7 separate regions of the Mus musculus genome follow, and all the other regions are linked to region 3. The links are chromatin contacts, called in public HiCAR-type and HiChIP or PLAC-seq maps. All regions are on one chromosome and are shown on one strand. Each heading gives the region's core, a stretch centred on a gene start, on an enhancer-like site or on the middle of the called end of the contact. The rest is flanking DNA. Distances are from core to core; before and after follow the strand shown.

Region 1 (2,700 bases), core at 186-2,685, 1.6 Mb after region 3:
TTTTTTAAGGGAAGAAAAGCAATAACTCTCGTCCTTTGAAACTTTGGAAAGCAGAACAGACACCCCCCAAAGGCAGAGGAAAAGGCCAGCAACGCTGATTGGGCTAGTCAGCCTGGCCCTCACATTTTATTATTCTGGTTTTTTTTTTCTATTTGTTTATATTCCCTTCTCCCAGCAAAAGATAATTTTTCCCAGGGCAAACATTTGCACATTGCTACCACACACGGCTATATACGAGGGGGGAGCTCACACTCTCCAGAGAGGAAGAACAGTGAGTGCTCTGAGGCTGGGGTCATTCATTTATTTTCTCTGAGGAAAGCTGGGAAAGTGGCCCGGGAGGTAAAATTGCAAGGGCAGCAGCTTTCCATGTGTCTCTTTCAATCCCAGGGGGTCAGAACAGCAGCCCACAGAACAACCCTCGAGGATGCAACAGGGACAAGGGTGTAAGAAATGGCCTGAGTTCCCCCCCCCCCCGTGGGTTTCAGGCCTCCTGCAGGGGAGGAGGGGAACTGGGTGGCAAGGAAGGAGCCTGGCTCCAAGGAGCTCGGAGTGTATCCAGCTTGGGACCCTGCCAGCACCAAAAGCAATTAAGGGAAGAGGCCAGAGGCCCCGAGGCAGAGTCTGACAAGGTTAAGGGGAGGTGAGGAAGAGCCGGTTAGGCTGAGGAAGAGCCAACCGGAGAAAAAGTAAAGGTTCAGAGAAGGACAGGGAGAAGAAACAGCTGGAGGCTACAATGTAGTTGCTGGTGTTCCTGCCTCTATCAGCAATGGACTATCAGAAGTGTGACTGTAGTGTGTCACATCCTCAGTCCCCCTTCGAAGAAGTCCAGAGCTCCCCAGTGCCTGCTAGAACCCCTTGGCTTGCTTCGGTTGAAATGGAGGTGATCTTCATCTGGCTTGGCCCATAAAGAATGTCTCCCGTCTGTGACCCACATCTGGGCCCTTTGGAAACGCGAGGAGTCTCACAGTACATCCCTGCCTAGACCTTCATAACCAGGTACAGCCATAAGGCCGTGGGGAAAGAAGGAAAGGGGACGCAATCTCCATCCCACAGAATGGGATACAGAATCCTGGGGACTAAGGAGATCCTGGCTGTCCCGGGTTGGAAAGAGAGGTGACTGGAGACGCAGCTTCCCCGGGGTCCTTCCAGGGAACCAATCTTTCTTTCCCTCGGCTTCCTTCGCTCTGATAATGTGAATGAAGCCTGGGAGAGAAAAGAGAGCGCGCGTGAGCGCAGGGAGGGGAGAGAGGGGAGGGAAAATCCCGGCCGTGGGAGAGCGAGCGCGGGGCCAGAGGCGGAGGGGCGGCGCCGAGAGAGCGCGCCGGGCGGCGGGCGGTGGGTGGAGGCGCGGAGGGCGCGGGCCAAGAGCGGAGGGGAGGGCGGGCCGAGAGGGAGGAGCCCCCGGCCGCCACCGCCGCCGCTGCCGCCGCCGCCAGCCCGCCCGGCGGCCCGCGTAGCCCGCGCAGCCCTCACTCGCCGCCGCGCCTCGGAGTTTGAGCCCCGCGCAGCCGGAGCGCAGGCACGCCCGGGGCGCGGGGTCGGAGCGCGCAGCGCGGCGCCGCCCCCCGGCCCTCGGCCCCCCAGCCCCTGGAGCCCCCGGAGCCGCGCGCCGAGGGAGGAGGGCGGGCGGGCGCGGCGGGCCGGGCCGGCGGGCGGCGGACTATGAGGCGCCCACCATGGTGCGATGCGACCGCGGGCTGCAGATGCTGCTGACCACGGCCGGAGCCTTCGCCGCCTTCTCGCTCATGGCCATCGCCATCGGCACCGACTACTGGCTGTACTCCAGCGCGCACATCTGCAACGGCACCAACCTGACCATGGACGACGGGCCCCCGCCCCGCCGCGCTCGCGGCGACCTCACCCATTCGGGACTGTGGCGGGTGTGTTGCATCGAAGGTAGGACCCCTACCCCCAACGCACACACATAACACGCACACATGCACACGCACACATTGCCCCGGGGAGTGGGCCGGGGGAGGGGTGGGCGCGGCGCTGGCTCCACGCGAGACACAAAGAACCTAAAGCTGGGAGGGTGGGTTCCCGAGTGGACACGGGCGCAGCAGCCTCGGGTCCCTCTAGGCTGGGGACCTCCCCAACACACCGATCCCACAAACTCTCGGCTCGCACGCGCACACCCCCTCGCGCACAGACACAATGAAACACACAGAAACTCACGCACGCGCGCGCAACCCGAGAGCGGAGCGATCCCCAGGGGCCTCGCCGGCGCCCCTGGGGGAGGTGGAGGCTGGCGTGGGGGCGGGAGGAGTCTAGGGTTGGGGGGAAAGCGGACGCGGGAGGAGGGGGAGGGGTTGCTTGGCAACCGGTGTCTGTGCGATTGCTATGGGAACTGGCCATCCTGGGGCGGGGCCGGCCGGGGGCGGGGAGCCCCGGGGCAGCTAGGCGCTCACTCCAAGCCCCCAACTGAGAGGGTAAGGGCGGGGTACAGGTTGGGCCCCAAGCGGTTCTGGGGGAGCCAGGTAGCTCCAGCCGGCCGGCCTTCTCTTGATCCCTGACACCACAGACTCACTCCTCTCTGCGCGATGGGTACAAGAGGGGAACCGCGCCGCGTCTCCCGTAACTGAGGCAGCAAGCCCTGGGTCACTGCCCCTCAGCACGAAGTCGGCAAGAGACCTCCGTAGGAACCAAACTGGGGAGAGGAGAGTCAACAGCGGACCAAGAGTGGGCTGGGAGGGGCGTGGT
Region 2 (2,700 bases), core at 157-2,656, 1.8 Mb after region 3:
AAACAGAAAAAGAAGATGGTATGCAACACCAGTTGGAGCTGTTACCAGTTACAAGCATTTTATAGTCCTTTAGTAAAAGAATATGGATACACTTCAAGTGGAAAAAGTTATTTAAAAAAAAAAAAAAAAAAGATACAGGATGAAGCTTTGGAGGGGAAAAAAATTTGCTTCTTTTACCTAAAATTGAAAATATTTTCTTTCAGCAACAGATTAGAAAATAGTCTTCAACCTTAAACATAATAAACTCATCTATTCTACACTGATTAGTCTTACTTTCAAAAATAAAAGAAGGGAGAAAAAAATCAAGGAGGGGGGGAAAAAAGCTATTCATATGAGTGAAGAGAGCAAAATCAAGAACAAACTAGGCCAGATAACGTCTCCCTCTTCCCCCGGCTGCTCCCGGCATCCACTATCTCTGAAGTTACACTTCTGATTATCCTAATGGCTTGTCTAAAAAGTGTAACTTTGCAAGGGAGAAAGGATGCCAATTTCGGAGCTCAACAAAAAAAAAAAAAAAAAAAAAAAAAAACAAGGTTCCCAACCCAAAAGGAATCTGAAGGCTCTGGCTTCCAGCCCTGTCTGTGAGGACCCTCAGCAAAGGCCAGGGGGCAGAAGACTCAACTCATTTTGGGGAGAGAAATCACAGTTCCTACTTAGGACTATGTGTCCGAGCCCTTGAGGGTAAAGAGAGAGAAGGAAAGAAAGGGGCCTTTGGAGACACCTCCAGGAAGAGACTGTGCATTTGTTTTTGTAGATGTGCTCACGGGCCACGCATGTCCCAGGAGGGGGGCGGGGAGAGGGGGACCACAGTGAATCTTGAGCAGAGCCCTCTGCTGGGGAGGGGCGCCCCCTGACCCACTTTCGTGCTGTCCCCTGCCCTGGGGTCGCCGCCCCACCCTGGGTGGAAATGCTAACCCGGAGGGCTGCACCGCGCGCGGCGTGGGAGGCCGCCCGCTCCCCACCCTAAGCCGCGACCCTGGGGCGCGGGGCGTGCGGGGACCCCAGGGTCGGCCCGTGCCGGAGCAGCCTCGCGCGGGCTCCCGGGTCCCCCCGAACCTCGGGCGTGTGCAAGGACCCTCGGGCCACCGCCTGGGTCCCTGGCACCTCAGCCCCCCAGCGGAGGGAAAAGGAGATTGAGGAGGGGAAGAAACAGTAAACAGCTCCAGCGTCCGGGCCTCGCCTCTGAGAGAGCCCCGCTCCCCAGGCCCTGCCGGCGGCCGGCGGGATCCCCCGCTGTCCCCGGGGCCGCGCTGTCCCGGACCCGGAGCACCCGAGGAGAGTCCGGGCCTCTCCCCGGATGGCTCTGGAGGCTCCTGAAGCGACCCGGGCAGCGGAGAACGGGGAAGTCAGGACTTACCTGTCATTACTTTCTACGCCATCTTGGATCCACTTGTCAACGTCCCCACAAAGCATTATGGGTAAGAAAGAGCCTTTAAAGTGACTCCCCCCCCCCCTCGGCCCCCGACTCCCGCCTCCCGCCGCCGGCGCCGCCCCCTCCGGCTGCACCTCCCTCCGGAAAGTTGGCCCCAGAGGCCCGCCCGGCCCCCTTCAGCGCCTGCGAGACTTCTCAAGGAACACCCCTACTCACACACCCAGTTTTCCAACTGTGCCTTTGGGGTGCTCTCTCTTCCCCCCACCCCCGTCCCTATCTCCCCCATTCCTTACGCGAGCTGCTGTCTGCCCCGCCGCGATCCTGCCCTAGTAGCCAGATACCCTACTCCTGCATTCAATCAACACGGCGTGTCCCGGACGCGGGTGGTGTGTGAGCCGGCTAGCGGATGCATAGATGTATGCAGGGATGCATGAGCGCATGAATGCGCACGCCTGCGAGCGGTTCCCCCAGCTCCAGGTCCTTGCTACCGCTCGCGCTTCCCGCCCCGGGGCATCCGCCAGGCATGTCGCACTCGCGCGCGGGGACAGTGTCGGTATCCTAAGAAGCCACTCTGGGGCCCTAGGATCCCAGGAACTCGGTGAAACGCCGAGTCAATCCGCCCGCAAAGCTGCAATTGGGATCTGGGAAGGTTAAGCTAAATGCAACTTTTACCCCAGTTTACTCGCGCGGTCCCCTCCTCTTGGCCGGTAATGTGATCTGCGACCCTCTAGGTCGGAGGACCCCCTCCCCTAGGAATGTGGCTTTAGAATTCAGCCGGGTTAGAGTCCAAATTGTGGACTGTGACTTCCCCATGCAGGTAACTCAAGAGAACCCGGCTGCAGAGTCCGGGTGGGGCGTGGATGCGCGCCTGGGCCGGGAGGGGGTCCCCCGGGTGGGTTGGGGGGTAGTGCCTACCGCGTTTCAACTGTCCTGTTCCCACAAGGCGGCGACCCCAGGCGGCGGGACAAGGTAGAGGGCGGGCGCCACGCTGGCTCTGGGCAGAGAGAGGAGGGGGATGTCCAGAGTGGCTTGGAGGCGACCAGGACGCAGGAAGTAGGAGGCGACCGTGCGCCGGCAACAGACCTTTGCGAGCATCCCGCGGGCATCTGCTTTCTGGTTGCAAGACAAGCCCAGCGCTTTCCCCGCCCCTCCCGCGTTGCTTCAGGCGAGCAACACCTAGCTCAGGTGACCACCCCTTTTGCTCCATGAAGTACCAGCTCCTTGCAGCCCTAGTCCTGCCAGAAATGTAGGTCTGTTCATTAACTCCCCACCCCCACCCTATACATTCTCTTCCTCCAGTGTCAGCACTGCTGAGTTTGAGGACCTCT
Region 3 (2,700 bases), core at 63-2,562:
TTAAAATACTGTTCAACAGGATTTGTGAAGCCCACCATGCAGTCCAGCACATGTATTTAAACATAAATTCATGAAAGCATTAGAAATGATATGAAATGATACTGTTTTTTTCTCCTGTCTCGAGTTATTAAGAAAAAAAAAAGTGTGCAACATGTTGAACTGTGATTACAAACATCCTGTAGCAATGAGCCGATAAAACCACTCGCGCTAATTTTTTTTAATAGACTTTCCTGATGCCAGTTCAGTAAACGTGAGTTTCATACTCTTGCCCCAAAAGGCTCTAGAGGCTGTCACTCTATGCCCTTGACAAGAGTCTCAGGGTAAAAAAAAAAAAAAAAAAAAAAAAAAAGTTTCCTCATTACAACCGTTCCAGAACTTGCTTAAGTCAAGAGGTGGCCTAGGAAGCCCAAAGCTGGAAGGGTAACATACCCGGTTACTAGGGTCACCCACCAGGGACGGGCAGAAAGGAAAGAAGGATAGGAAGGGATAGGGAGTGTAGGACCTGGGGCTACTGATGGGTGGTCTTGCCCGGAGTGCAGGGAGGACACAAGTTGCCCCGCTGCCCCGAGTCACCCTACTCGCCGCACTTCCCTCTTGGAGGGGGCGAGGCCAGCCGCGGAGTGCTGGGCCGACCGTGACCCTCACCGGGGTAGCACGGGGGGGACAGCGGGGCGTCCCGGATCGAAGGGACCAGGGCAACAGGGCGCACAGAACGGTGCCCAAGGCGCGCCCACCCGCTCGCCCGTCCGATCTGATCCCGTTCGGTCTCCTCCGACTGGGGACCCGGCGGATGAGGGCGGTGCCCGGCCCGGCTCCCCAGGGGTCCCCGAGCCCCGCCGCGCCCCGCACCTTTGATCACGTTGCTGTAGATGGTGGGGCGGAACTCCTCGCGCGCGCGCTGGTCGAAGTCCTGGCCGTGGATGATCCGCATCTGCTTCAGGAAGGTGGACTTGCCGCTCTCGCCCGCGCCCAGCAGCAGGATCTTCACCAGCCGCTTCACGTAGGTCTTCTCCCGCGACAGGCATTTGTCGATCTCCTTGGACTTGCGCTGCTGCTCGGCCTCGCCGTTCGTCAGCACGCAGCCCGGGAAGCACACGGACAGCACGGAGCGCGACGGCAGGAAGTCCGCCATCTTGCCGCCGCCGCCGCCTCGGCGGGCCCCTGCGGCTCCTCCACCTCCTCCTCCGGCAGCGGGCGGCTCCGGCAAGGCGGCTGGAGGGCGGGGAGCGCAGCGGCGGCCCGAGCGCGCCCGGGGAGGGAGGGAACCCGAGGACTGACTCGCCAGGGCGGGCCGCGCCGGCCGGGGGAGGGTGGGAGGGAGGGAGGGAGGGAGGGAGGGCGGGCCCGGGGAGGGGCGGCGGCCCTCTGGGCGTGCGCGTGCCCGCTGCCTTTCGGGTACGCGCACGCAGGCACGCCGAGCGGAGGAGGGAGCGGCAGCGGCGGGAGTCACGCGCTCCTGTGCAGCCGGGAGCGCGCTCGGAGAGCGGCGGAGCCCGGGTCACGTGGGCCAGGCTGGGCGCGCGCGCCTGCGGATCCAGAGTTTCTGTTTCCCTTTAGTGCCACCGCTTCCCGGAGCCCCGAGGCGAGTAAGCAAAGCCCATCCTGACCCCTTTCCGCTGGGGCATCTTTCTCACTACAGATCCCACTGCCCTTTCCCATAGTTACTCGCCCGCCGCTTGCTGTCACCTTCACGCGACCTATTTTGAGACCATTGGCTGGGACATCCCCGCACCCGACCAGTGCAAGCCTTCCTTCGTTACAGTTTGCCTTGTTTTGTTTTGTTTTGTTTTAACTCTTGAGACAAGATCCCTGCGGCCCAAGTTGGCTTAAATTTGTGACAATCGTCTTGCTTCAGCCTCCCTGTCCGTTTCTGGTATTACCGGCAGGCAAGAGCTTTCCTTCAAGATCGTGCGTTTAATTAGCAGCGACCCTTCCCCGCCCCCTTGTCATCCTAACCATCCCGAATCTGGAAGGATAAGTAGATGTCAGATGTCGTTATTGATCAACACCTCACCCTAGCAGCTCAGGGCACTATTGATAACCTGCCCTGGTTTGAGGGGAAGTTGGAGTTGATGTTCTCGTGAGATGTGCCAGGAAGGTCGCTGGCGGCTGGCTCACTCATTAGATTCCCATCCGAGCTGCACTTGTGACTTGGGTAATGCCTTCTGAGGTCAGTGAATGGTGGAGAGGGTGAGGTCATGTTGAAAATCCCCCTAAACCGGACACTCTGATGCACGTTCTTCCCAAGGAAGCAGATAAGCGCTCAGCCTAGGACTGCAGCAGGCACATTTTGGGTTTCCTGCCGGATTACAGAGGATATGACAGACAAGAAACTTTTTTTTTTCTGTCATACCAGCAGATCAGGCCAGAACACCTGAAAAAGAGACTCCTGGGGAACACGTGACTAGTGACAGCTGAATGACTGTAGCAAGGACCTCAGAAGCCAACTTCTTCATTCTTGTCAGTTTCAAAGTTGATGCCTGTCTGGTTTTGCTCCTGGGACCTGACTCGTGTGCAACTTGGGAACTTCCTGTGTGTTAGGGAGTTGGGGTAAAGAGGTCAACACCGTGACATGCACAAGTTTAAAATTTTAAAAACCAGCACTATAAGTCAGTCCATCAGTTACTGTCCATTTGGGCCAATGACTGGGTAGCTCACGACTCACTCACTACACTGGCTGCAGTAAACAATACATGTAGT
Region 4 (2,700 bases), core at 113-2,612, 1.1 Mb after region 3:
ACATATATACACACACTAGACACCACACACACATATTACACATACAACATATAATACATACATGTATACATATACTAGATACCATATACTCATATACACATATCACACAGACACATCATATAATATACATACCACACATATACACACATATGCTCACATACACATATACACATACCACACATACATACATACATACCACATATCACACCATACACACATACCCCACATATCACCCACACCACACATACACCGTACATCACACACGTACACACACTATATCACACACACATACACAAATACATACACACCTCTCTCTCTCACTCCCTTGTGTATGTACAAATATACATTCTGATCTTCCTCTTTGGTGGAATAGTCTGTAAGCAGGCACTCTTCCAATGTTGAAGGCAACCCAAGTGGTGTCATGGGAAAGAACGAGGAAATCTGCTTTTCAACAGACTGGGCAGTTAGCACTGGCTTGTGTGAGAAGGTGACATCAGAGTGCTTCCGTGTGTACAGGCGGCAGTTAGCAGCGTCCATGTCTGTAGCAAAAGGAAAGGCGCTGTCCTGAGACAGAGCCACTGTCTTCCGAATGCTCACTCAGCTTTGCCATATTTGGGGCTTTGGCCTGTGTGAGTCCTCTATGGTTCTGAACTAACCTCATTTATTACTACCTTAGCCTCTCGGGGGCTGTCTTTGAAAAAGTGCCTTTCATTTTGCATGCATTCTCTAGCAGGTTTATTAATGTGCAAAGAGGCAGGGGCTTGTGCAGATCCGGGAAATGTTTAGTCAGCAGGGCCTCCCGGCCCTGTGAAATGCTTACAAGAGCTAAGCGACCTGGGATGACAAACAGACACACTTTTGCATATTAATAGCTGTGGCTTAATGTTGTAATTGTACTGAGGAATTCTGTACATCCACATATAGAGGGAAGTACAGGCCGTACCAAGTAGCCAGAACCTCAGCTCCTTCTACTGTGTAATGGAGGGTTTTGTTGAGTTTAGAGACCACTGGAAGGCCCCCACTGAGGCACTTTGGTGACTGCATGCTTTCTGATCTATTTAGATGCATATGTGGCTCAAGTGAAAGACACACACACCCTAGACCAGCAGGAGACAGGCACTTTCAGGCCCATTAGGCACTTTGTTGACTAAACAGTGGGGGAGTTGTGCAAGACAAACATTGCATACTGGTGTGAGGTAGAAATAACAACAGCTCACTCCAGACTGAGGTAATCTGAAACGTGAACCAATGATGTTACAAGATTCGGGGTGCTATGGAAGTGATGGGTAACCCCTAACAAACCCAGGTACTGTATGGGTTTGGCTTTTAAGTCCTCCCCATCTAGGCTCTGTAAAACCACTCTGGGGTTGCTCATCACTCTGACAGGTGGTGCTGTCGCTGAGGATAGGCACATGGCGGGTCTGTGGAGTGGGGAGGTGCAGGGAATGGCAGACTGCCGCTTGGTGCAGTCCTGCTTCTAGTTACTGACTGCATCTGGGCTCTCTGGCGCTGGCCTTTGCTGTCAGGAATGGTCCATCGATACCTTGAGATAGAAGTATTTAAGCCTGGGTTTCAGCAGGGTGTGATCAAGCATGGTTTCTCACAGGAAGCCCCCTAGCATGCTGCAAAGCATGTGGTTACACACGCGCATGCACATGCGCACACACACTTTCCAGAGCACTGGTAGGGGCTGCTGAGCCCCTGTACCAAGAAGAGACTCCCCAGGGAGGGGGAGACTCCAGGGCTAACTGGCTGTCTGAGAGGCAAAGAGGCTGAGAGGATTGTGAAGAGGCCCAAAAGACATGTGTTTTATACCGTGGTGACAGCGGTCACTGGGGGGCTTTCAGTGGATCAGTTTCTGTGACACCTGAGGAAGCAGGCACAGAAAAGAGGCCTCTGCTCATCCATGAGGTGTCGCAGTGACTTAGTTCTTAGTCACTCTGCAGTGAGTGTGGAATCAGGCTGGGCTCATCCAACATTCAGCAGGATCCTACCCTGGGACCTGAAGGGGACGTGGGGGCAGTTAGGGAGGTCAGAATGACTTTGCAAAGAAGGATTTATGTCTAAACTATTAGGTTGGAAGAGAATCTGTCCCCATGGGGATGAAAGTGACTAATGTCCGGCTGGTCTTTGAATCATCACTCATAGTCAGTACGCGGCAGCGGGCACCTCTGGGTTCTAAGTGCAGAGTATTTAGCAGTGAACAGGGCAGGAGAGCACTGTTCTCCTGGGACTTCTGTTCTGTGGGTGGAGGTAAGTCACGTGGTAAGCCAGCGAGCCCCAGAGGAGCACAGGGCCATTTAGAAACAGTCTTCCAAAGAAAACAAGCCTTGTGATGGCTCAGAGTAGTGTTGTGGAATTAAGATATGACGCCATTTTCAAATTCTGGCATCAGGGATGTGCTTGCTTAGCATATATGGAGTTTGCTAAGCCAGGTGTGGTGCAGCCTGCAACCCCACCTCCGGGGGAGCGGGGAGCTGGCAGAGGAGTAAAAGCTAGCCTTGGCTCCAGTGAACATCAGAAAACAAGGGACAGTTCTTACCACGAATGCATTTTGCCTTTTATTTATTGTTGGCATGCCCACAAATCCGAGCTATTGTTATTTTGACCGTTGTTTAGCAGTGCGGCAGACAATTTTCAGACAAGGGGTACGGCTTAGCAGGAGGACCTTCCCGCCCAGGACTCAGGGTGCTAGCCTCA
Region 5 (2,700 bases), core at 92-2,591, 1.1 Mb after region 3:
CCCTTGATACCTCAGACCACTCTTTGTGTAGCCTCTCCTATCTTGATGCTTAGAGAACCTCCTTCTTTTAACTAATTAACGCCCAGAAATTCAAACCATCTTAACCTTACAAACGACACACATTTCCTGTTCCTCTAATCAGCTGCGTCTTATTGCAGTCCTCTCTGAAGATGGCACAGATGGTTCAGCACATGCTTCTGAGAATTGTCAGTGAACCTGAAGTTTTACTGCCCCCCCCCCCCAATCTGCGTCCTCTCATTTGAAAGGAAGATGGAGGATGACAAAGGAACTTGCCTGGTTGGGAAGGGGGTGTCTTGCTGATTTCCGGGTGCTTAGGAGTTCAGAAAACACAGAAAGCAAAATGCCCATTTGCAAACAAGCCCGGTTTAATACAGCCCAGAGACTGAGGCGGGATTCTCAGGGGAGATGGTCTGTCCAGTTTACTCCTCAGTCACCGGCTGATACCTTCCTTGTTTCTATCACTTGCTGAGCTCAAGCAACGCACCACAAACAGATCTATTGAAGGAGTAAAGAGAGAGACAGCCCCTCACCCCAGAGACCTATGACACTGGGTTTTTTAAGCACTGGGGTGTCTGTGTGGGGGGGTGGTGGTGAGAAATAATTAACCCTAAAGAAGAGAGTCTCACAATGTGGTCACAGCTGTCCTAGCTTCCTATGTAGAGCAGGCTGGCCTGGAGCTCCCAGAGATCCACCTGTCATTGGCTGCCTTCGTACTGATGTTAAACATGTGCACTGCTATACCTGGTAGGATTTTTTTTTTTTTTTTGAGACAAGATCTAATGTAGCAGAGGCTGACCCTGAACTTGCTGTGATTATGGGTATGGTCCACCCTGGCCATCCTGTCCATTAACTGCCCCACTCACACCCTCACCCCCAACCAAAGCTTCATCATTTGAAGACCCACTTGGGACCAAGGAGATAATTATATGGTCTTTTTTGGCCTGAAGGCTTAGAACTCAGCAAGGTCTTTGTAGTCTGTTCTTTTCCTCATTTGGGGTTTCTAAACATCCTTTAATGGGGGAAACTGACTCTACAAAGAGGATCGTGATTTTCACTGGTGCTGGTAACATGTCACCTTTGTAGCTAACACTCAGAGTGGAAATCTTACGTTCTGACGAGTGACCGTCCAGTGACACAGCTTAATCACCCAGGGATTGGTATCTTGGATGCCATGCCTCTCCTCCCTGGTCCCATGGACGGCCCTCTCCTATTTTTACTCATGAGATAAGAGAAGCGGAAGTGAAAGTTTCTGTCTGAGCCAAAGAGAGTAAGGGAGACGCTGAGGAGACTCTGGGGTGCGGAGAGTTTGTCTCCGGTGCTCACCGGCTCTTACTGCAGTGCAGAAGAGTCGAGTCTTCCTCTGGATGGAAGGGGCTGCTCTTTCCCCTGGTTGTTTTCTGTTTGCCATGGTTGTCGTGGGAGCTGGAGATGAGGCTCAGCAAGGGGAGAGCTTGTGGAGCAAACAGGAGAACCTCAATGTGATCTCCAGCACCCCTGTGAAAATGTCAAGTGTGGTGGTGTGACATCAGTGTGTGACATCAGTGTGTGACATCAGTGTGTGACATCAGTGCTGGGAAGGTGGAGGCAGGAGGATCTCTGGGACTCAAAGGCTAACCAGCTTAGTGTACAGGGTATGTGATTCAGGCTAATGAGAGACCCCCACACACACCCACACACCCACACACACACAATACATACTCACTTAAAAAAAACTTGCCATGGTGGCCCACCCTCCTCCTCCCTCCTTCCTTGCCTCTGTCCTTCTTTTCTTCCTTCCTTTCTTCCTTCCTTTCTTTCTTTCTTTCTTTCTTTCTTTCTTTCTTTCTTTCTTTCTTTCTTTCTTTCTTTCTTTCACTCCTCTCTCTTTCTGCTATGTTGGGCTATTTTCAATATTACAGGGAAATCTATTCATGAAATGCCCTTTCCTCTGTCCCCTACTTTGCACATTGGGTTCATTTGCTTGGGCTATCGTAATACAGAACACACACACTGAGGTCTTCACGGATAGCAGTTTATTTTCTCACAGCCCTAGAGCCTAGAAGTCCAAGACCGGGGTTCTTAGCAGATTGATTTCAGTGTGGTTTACAGACAGAGGCCAAGGCCTTCTGCGCGTGCTCTGGCCAAGTTTCTCATCTCTTTCTATCAGATTAGGGTCCACGTCTGTGACCTCATTTAACCTCATTTAGCCCAATTACCTCTTGATTGAAAAGGCCCTATCTCTAAATAAGGCCACCTTCTTCAGTATAGGAGGTTAGGTATCAAAATACAGATGTTCTAGGGGACACAGTTCAGCTCAAGAGGATGCCCGCTGTACCTTTGCACCATAACTCTGTAGTTCTAGACCCCCTGAATTATATTCCTGTGTTTCTAGAACCCAGCACACCTCAGCTTATAACTATTCGATGAGTCAAGAATTGGAGCAAGGCAGGGCTTTGTTCTGCTGAACTCATGAAACTATCCAAGCAAGGCCCGCACAGAGCTGACAAAGCTCAGCACACATTTGTGGAGCATTGCTGGCTGGGTAGGTGGCATAGACATATGAAAGTTCAAGGCACGACAGAAGAATGTGTCTCAAAATGTTCTAAGTGGTGAGAAAACAGGGATGGTTCTGTTGTGGTTGTTGTTGGCTCCAAGGCTTGAAGCAATAATCCTAAGTGGAAAATCTCATAGTGAAGACAG
Region 6 (2,700 bases), core at 109-2,608, 1.9 Mb after region 3:
CTTTGGGAAGCATTTATCTAGAAAATAGTTTTCTTTCTTTGTCTCTCTTTCTTTCTTTCTTTCTTTCTTTCTTTCTTTCTTTCTTTCTTTCTTTACCAGAATATAAGCTATGTTTAGGGTGTCATTTTCCTAGCAGGCTGGATCATGTTCCCTGAGCTCTAAACTTGGGTCATCTGGACAACATTAGCCAGAGCCCACCCTCATTATGTTGATTAGTGACTTATTGAGCATCATTTTAACATACTATACCATTGAGGCCTGCAGAGTCTGCATTGCCCAATGCAAGCTCTATGGGTGAATGTGGGTCTCCAGAACTCACAAATGCACACACACACACACACACACACACACGTTTGTGTGAACATATGCATCTATGTTTGAGAGCCAGTGATGTTTACACATTATCCTCCTATAGGCAGTGGATGCACTTTTTTCCTCCATTTTTAGGAAAACAAGCTAAAAAAAAAAAAAAAAAAAAAAAAAAACAAACCAAAACCGAATGCCAGACAAATGAAAACCAGACTTCAGCAGTTACATGCTGCTTCCTGAGTAACTAAAGAATGTGCTTCTTGTGGTTAAAATGAGAGATCTGTTTAATATGGATGAAATACCAACACCCCGGGCATTTTTATTGACATTTCACTGTGACTTTTTGAACTTAGGAGTGCTGACACGAAAACCTATTCTTTCTGCTCTGGGAAGCCTGCAGTTGGGATTGCAGAGAGCCAGGGAGAAAGAGGTAGCAGGCAATGCTTCTCTCTCTCTCTCTCTCTCTCTCTCTCTCTCTCTGTGTGTGTGTGTGTGTGTGTGTGTGGTTGCGAGCGCGCACGCATTTTTACTCTGTTTTCACCAACACTGCTGCAGAACTCCGCCTTGAGAGCATGTTAGAAAAACCCATTCTAAAACCATCATTTCTCTTGCTCCGGCCTTGCTTACTCCATCAGAGAGAAAAAAATGTTCGCTGTGAGCATTTGTAAACACGCCCCCAGCCCCAAAGTCAAGGGGCACTAGTGCACTTTGGAAACGGTTTCCAAAGCGACTAAGTAGAGAGCCCTATGGCACCCAGGTTACATTTGAAAACAGATCCAACGTTGTAAGAGTCCAGGATAGCTTCTTTGCGATTCTCTGTTCTCTTTGCGTTAGCTGTTCTAGGTTCTGGGACAGCCCTGGCGTCTGGCAGCAGACGGGAGAGACATGCTGTTTTGTTTAAATCCTCCACATTCTTTGCCATTTCCCCATTGGCCGGATGGGGCTACCCTCCCCGCCGCGGCCGCTGCTGATGTCAGCCTCGTCGCTCTCGCTCCTCCCGCACCCACCTCCCTGCCCCAGGCACACTGCAGCTCGGCGCGGACTCTCCAGTCGCGGCGAGGTGGCTGCAAACTCACGGGCACGCACGGCGCTCTCAGAGCCGAGGGACTCGGGGGAGGGGACGCGCGCAAGCCGCTGGCAGCCAACCGCCTAGGTTGAAGACACCCGGGGCCCAGAGCAGGGCAGAGCCTTGGCGGCTGCGGCTTCCCTTTTCTCTCTCAGCTGAGCTCCGGAGAGACTCGGGGACTGGCCCTAAAAAAGAGCAGGAAATCTTGTTTACCGCCCGGGGAGAGGAGCCCATCGAGCCTTTGTTTGGAAAGTCAGCATCGCCTGCTCCCGCGGCAATGTGTTCCTGGTGACATTAACCCACGGTAGACGGGTAGGAGAAAAAGGGGGCTCGCCAGGTTCAGCTCTGCTTTCGGAGGAGGATCCAGAGGAGACTTTTGTGCGTTTGTTTGAATTTGTGGAAATCCCTTTTCCTCCTCCTTTTGCCTCTCTTGCCCGCCGCCGGGCATGTCCTGATCTGGTGGCCGCGCCTACCAGCCCGGGGCTGCTGATCCGAGCTGTCTCCCGCGGGTCTCCCTCCCTCAGTGCCTGACTTTGCAATACCGAGAGGGCTGATCTCTGCGAGGAAGGAGGCGGGGGAGTCACAGACACCGGGACCCGAAGCTTGACATGCTCCGGGGCGGACCGGAGGCAGTTAGGAGCTGAGCGCACCACCGGGGCTGCTTCGCTTGCCGGTTCCCAGCGTCTTTGCCCTCCTCTGGGCTCCAGCCTTGCTCATCTGTTGGGACGCCCCCTTCTTTCCCGAGGTCTGCGGCCGGCAGGAACATGCTGCTCAAGGAGTACCGAATCTGCATGCCGCTCACCGTGGACGAGGTAGGCACCGCGCCCGGCCTCGCCCGCTCCGGGTCCCCAGCCGCCACCACTCGGCCGGCGGGTCCACTGCGTGCGGCGGGGAAACCCTGGCGCCCAAACCTGGAGGCTGGAGGGGGAGGAGGCAGGGGATTCGCTGTTCCCACTCGTCACCCCAGCAGAGGAAAGGCGGCGTGGGGGTGGGGCGGGGGAGTCCAGGTGAGCTCTTCGGGGACATCTAGAATCAGATTCCTGGGGACCACAATGCGTCACAGGGAGCTGTTGCGCCCCCTCCCTCCAATTAAGCAAATGCACAGAGTATAAGAGCCCAAGCATGCTCTGCAGCCGGAGTATCGGGGTAACCGGCCGTGGTGGTAGCCACTGTCCCCATGTCCTCTTTACAAGGTGGGCTTGCAGGGACAAATTCCGCGCGGGTGGGATCTGCAGACCAGAGTCCCGCCTTGGGGGCATGTGGGAGGCCTGGAGAGGGTCCGTTTAGAACCCGACTTCTTGTCGCCTCCGGTCTAGGCGCTGGCT
Region 7 (2,700 bases), core at 139-2,638, 1.3 Mb after region 3:
TTTTATTAAGAAGGAATTTTTAACTACCATAAAGTTATGTGAATTCTATAAAAATAAATATTACAGGCTAGAGATATGGCTCAATGATAATGTGCTTACCTAGCATATACAAGACCCTGGGCTTTATCCCCAACATTATAATCAAACAATCAATATTATACTATAGATGTCTTTACAGGAGAGCAATTGTCAATCAGCATAACAGTATGTCAGCATCAATCCTCTGTTTTGGTGGAAGTGCAATTGCCTTTAATCTTTGCCTTTATACTTTGTGCATTTAAATTATTTTATGATGACTATGCATTGTCCCTACAATGAGAAGTAATTATTTCTTAAAATCAATGCCTCCCTATGTTTATATGCAGATCTTATCTGTCTCCCACAACTAGCAAATATTTTTCACAGTCATCTACTTTGGAATTATAGAATATTAGCAGATAACATACGTGTTATTGGAGTACTTAGTGTATGCAAGAGGAGGCTATATTAAAAGGGAAACAGGGCTATACAGTAAGACTATGTCTCAAAGTTGAAGAAAGGAGACAGAGTAGGACGAAAGGAGAAGAGAGGGGAAGAGAGAGAGGGGGGGAGGGGAAGAGAGGGGGAGGGAGGGGAAGAGAGAGAGGGAGGGAGGGGAAGAGAGAGGGGGAGGGAGGGAAGGAAGGAGGGAGCATGAACTGACTGTGCATACCACGCTCATTAAATTCTTTAGCTGACTTTGATTGAGTAGTTGCTGACTCACCATTTGGGGACACTGGATTTACTGGGGCAGAAAGCCACCCTTGTGACAAAGTAGTGGGTTTAGACAGCAGAACATTCAGTGAATGTGTTTTTAAACAATGTACTTCTTAAGTCCTTGAATTCAGGTTTGTGGTCACACAAGGTGGGTATATTCTCAGTGTTGCTCGCTCTTCTTGCCCTTGACTCTGGCCATAAGGAAACTAAGATCATAGAATTTGTGAGTCATTGTTTATTAGCACAAATGAGATCAAATCAGAGTCCGTGCTCGTGACCACAGACAGCATCCGCAAGCTTGGTGCAGTGTGATTAGAGCAAATGCAGCAAGCCAGACAGCCAAGACCCTCCAAGTGACCCACGTCTCATTTGTTGATGCCTCATCTACAATTGTTCTTTGCTGAAGATGCCTTTGCATCTCATTGGGTGAAACCCAGCAAAGCTCCATGTGTAATGGTTGCCCTAGAAATGTGGAGCAAATGGCCCTGCATGGCATATTTTCTTCCTGAAAACTAACAATACATTTTATGTCCCTTAGTCTTTGAGCACTCTGAGACTCTTCAAATCATTTGATGTCTTCTGGGAAAGCACTTGGCTCCTTTTGGCCTGAATTGAGTCTCCTTGGAAAAAGGCCTGTTTGGTTTTTCCCTTGTGTTGGAGTCCCTCCAAATGGACACTCTGTGAACTGCAGCTCAAAGTGAGAGCCTCGAAAGGCCTTGCCCACTCCAGCTCCTGTCAGAATCCAAGAATCTGGCCTGCGTGGCTTTTGCCTTGCCCTGTGTTGACCCTGGGGAGATGCCTGGGGAGGAAGTGTTTTGTCCCTGTCCCCGTGTTTCTGTCAGCCTGTGGAGATCTGATAGACAGGGCTAGCAGGAGGCTGGAAAGCCAGAGAACAGGGTTGTGTTCCAGATAGGGTGTGCCCAGGGATGGGACAGCATGAACCCAGAATCACAGGGCAAAGGTTGTATGGAGACCCGTGTGTGTGGCAGATAACTTCCCCATGCTGCTATGCTCGGTGGTAGGTGTTCAAAACAGTCGAGAGGAGAGTAACCCGTGAGTCTTTGGGAATCATGTGTCAGTCCTGCATGTGACAGGTTGAGTGGAATAAGATATTTGACTTCCTTAACCAGTCAGTTGAAACCAGTGTCGGCTCTGAAGTTATACCACTATTGGCTTGGTAAATCAGAGGATGGAGCATGCTGAAGACTACAGCATGATGTGTTTGTACCTGCTTGTAAACCTAGCCATGGGAAGGCAGAGTATGACGATGGCGGGTTCAAGGCCAGCCTAGGCTATGTAGCAAGCTTATGTCTCAAAAAAAACACAAAATAAAAATAAAAAGCAAATAAAAAGTATTTGTTGAAGTGAATGGTGGGATACTCTGGCTATTAGACTATTATTAGTTTCAAGATCAGACCTCTAGACACAGAGTCCAAGTGCCACTGGAGTGTTGATGAGAAATCTCTCAGTGGTACCCTGCTCCCGAGAGGAGGATGTCATCTCTTCCTGCCTCACATCACACAGTCCAATGCATTCCTCTACAGAGTGTCAACTCTACCTTGTCACTTGCTTGAAGAAAGAATCACTTGCCTCTATCTGGACAGAGTTGACTGCTCTTGGGTGCCAGTTCATGGAGGACTCACATTCACACTAAGGAGAATATGACGTGACCACCCTGGACCAGCACCCTCATTTGCAGTTCTTACCCAATATCAAGCCCCAGCAGGTTCTTGTTCCACACTGTCTAGGTCACTCTCAACTCCCTGGTGGCTTTGCTCCACTCAGGCCTCTGTCACATGGTACTGTAGCTGATAGACAACAGGAATGTGGGACTCAGGCTGGGAAGATCAAGTTCAAGAAACTGGCAGCTGCTGTACCCATGGGGAACCCATTTCCTGATCCTGAAATAATGCCTTCTCATTGGGTCCTCACACGGTGGGAAAAGCTAGCAAGCTCCCTAAAACC

What was found. HiCAR-type assays count read pairs that join an accessible place to other places. HiChIP or PLAC-seq counts read pairs in DNA pulled down with a chosen protein or histone mark.
Region 1: an H3K27ac HiChIP or PLAC-seq map of embryonic stem cells shows a contact between it and region 3, with 6 times the contacts expected there. The contact joins the promoter of Cacng4 here to the promoter of Gna13 in region 3. A contact is called at or near these places in 2 of 39 promoter capture datasets (both in embryonic stem cells) and 4 of 115 datasets of contacts at active chromatin or transcription factors (astrocytes, embryonic stem cells and forebrain).
Region 2: an H3K4me3 HiChIP or PLAC-seq map of embryonic stem cells shows a contact between it and region 3, with 10 times the contacts expected there. The contact joins the promoter of Helz here to the promoter of Gna13 in region 3. A contact is called at or near these places in 5 of 39 promoter capture datasets (the C10 cell line, embryonic stem cells, liver and 1 more), 2 of 484 Hi-C or Micro-C datasets (both in embryonic stem cells) and 6 of 115 datasets of contacts at active chromatin or transcription factors (embryonic stem cells and extraembryonic endoderm stem cells).
Region 4: an H3K4me3 HiChIP or PLAC-seq map of pro-B cells shows a contact between it and region 3, with 5 times the contacts expected there. The contact joins the enhancer-like site here to the promoter of Gna13 in region 3. A contact is called at or near these places in 1 of 39 promoter capture datasets (pre-B cells) and 5 of 115 datasets of contacts at active chromatin or transcription factors (astrocytes, extraembryonic endoderm stem cells, kidney and 2 more).
Region 5: an H3K27ac HiChIP or PLAC-seq map of microglia shows a contact between it and region 3, with 6 times the contacts expected there. The contact joins the enhancer-like site here to the promoter of Gna13 in region 3. A contact is called at or near these places in 2 of 39 promoter capture datasets (the 3T3-L1 cell line and pre-B cells) and 5 of 115 datasets of contacts at active chromatin or transcription factors (the 230-238 cell line, astrocytes, kidney and 2 more).
Region 6: a contact with region 3 is called in an H3K27ac HiChIP or PLAC-seq map of embryonic stem cells, with 7 times the contacts expected there. The contact joins the promoter of Pitpnc1 here to the promoter of Gna13 in region 3. A contact is called at or near these places in 4 of 39 promoter capture datasets (embryonic stem cells, erythroid cells, hippocampal neurons and 1 more), 4 of 115 datasets of contacts at active chromatin or transcription factors (astrocytes, embryonic stem cells, extraembryonic endoderm stem cells and 1 more) and 1 of 9 other capture datasets (adipose tissue).
Region 7: a HiCAR-type map of astrocytes shows a contact between it and region 3, with 6 times the contacts expected there. The contact joins the enhancer-like site here to the promoter of Gna13 in region 3. A contact is called at or near these places in 2 of 39 promoter capture datasets (the 3T3-L1 cell line and hippocampal neurons) and 3 of 115 datasets of contacts at active chromatin or transcription factors (astrocytes, epiblast stem cells and large pre-B cells).

The regions. Positions count from the first base shown.
Region 1 is chr11:107,793,441-107,796,140 of GRCm38.p6, reverse strand. Cacng4 (calcium channel, voltage-dependent, gamma subunit 4) reads left to right here and starts at 1,435. Exons shown (of 4, transcript NM_019431.4): 1 at 1,435-1,896. The coding sequence starts at 1,677. It overlaps Gm11650 (predicted gene 11650), which reads right to left and starts at 2,269. Exons shown (of 2, transcript NR_165828.1): 1 at 2,176-2,269; 2 at 288-1,203.
Region 2 is chr11:107,546,639-107,549,338 of GRCm38.p6, reverse strand. Helz (helicase with zinc finger domain) reads right to left here and starts at 1,406. Exons shown (of 33, transcript NM_001368755.1): 1 at 1,358-1,406. Gm39426 (a long non-coding RNA gene) reads left to right here and starts at 1,345. Exons shown (of 3, transcript XR_003949607.1): 1 at 1,345-1,418; 2 at 2,316-2,557; 3 at 2,672-2,700.
Region 3 is chr11:109,361,406-109,364,105 of GRCm38.p6, reverse strand. Gna13 (guanine nucleotide binding protein, alpha 13) reads right to left here and starts at 1,312. Exons shown (of 4, transcript NM_010303.3): 1 at 850-1,312. The coding sequence starts at 1,132. It overlaps Gm11696 (predicted gene 11696), which reads left to right and starts at 452. Exons shown (of 2, transcript NR_038097.1): 1 at 452-1,000.
Region 4 is chr11:108,267,568-108,270,267 of GRCm38.p6, reverse strand. The region is part of intron 2 of Prkca (protein kinase C, alpha); the gene reads left to right. Among named protein-coding and RNA genes, the nearest start is that of Prkca, 75 kb to the left of the region's middle. Within about 2 kb of position 1,362, at least 99 of the 459 cell types and tissues checked have an H3K27ac peak or open chromatin away from gene starts, as enhancers often do. A contact at or near this core is called in astrocytes, pre-B cells and pro-B cells, where this site is marked.
Region 5 is chr11:108,247,137-108,249,836 of GRCm38.p6, reverse strand. All of the region lies in intron 2 of Prkca (protein kinase C, alpha), which reads left to right. Among named protein-coding and RNA genes, the nearest start is that of Gm11655, 76 kb to the right of the region's middle. Within about 2 kb of position 1,341, at least 99 of the 459 cell types and tissues checked have an H3K27ac peak or open chromatin away from gene starts, as enhancers often do. A contact at or near this core is called in the 230-238 cell line, microglia and pre-B cells, where this site is marked.
Region 6 is chr11:107,469,378-107,472,077 of GRCm38.p6, reverse strand. Pitpnc1 (phosphatidylinositol transfer protein, cytoplasmic 1) reads left to right here and starts at 1,358. Exons shown (of 9, transcript NM_001359616.1): 1 at 1,358-2,187. The coding sequence starts at 2,140.
Region 7 is chr11:108,024,634-108,027,333 of GRCm38.p6, reverse strand. The region is part of intron 5 of Prkca (protein kinase C, alpha); the gene reads left to right. Among named protein-coding and RNA genes, the nearest start is that of Mir7223, 29 kb to the right of the region's middle. Within about 2 kb of position 1,388, at least 53 of the 459 cell types and tissues checked have an H3K27ac peak or open chromatin away from gene starts, as enhancers often do. A contact at or near this core is called in astrocytes, where this site is marked.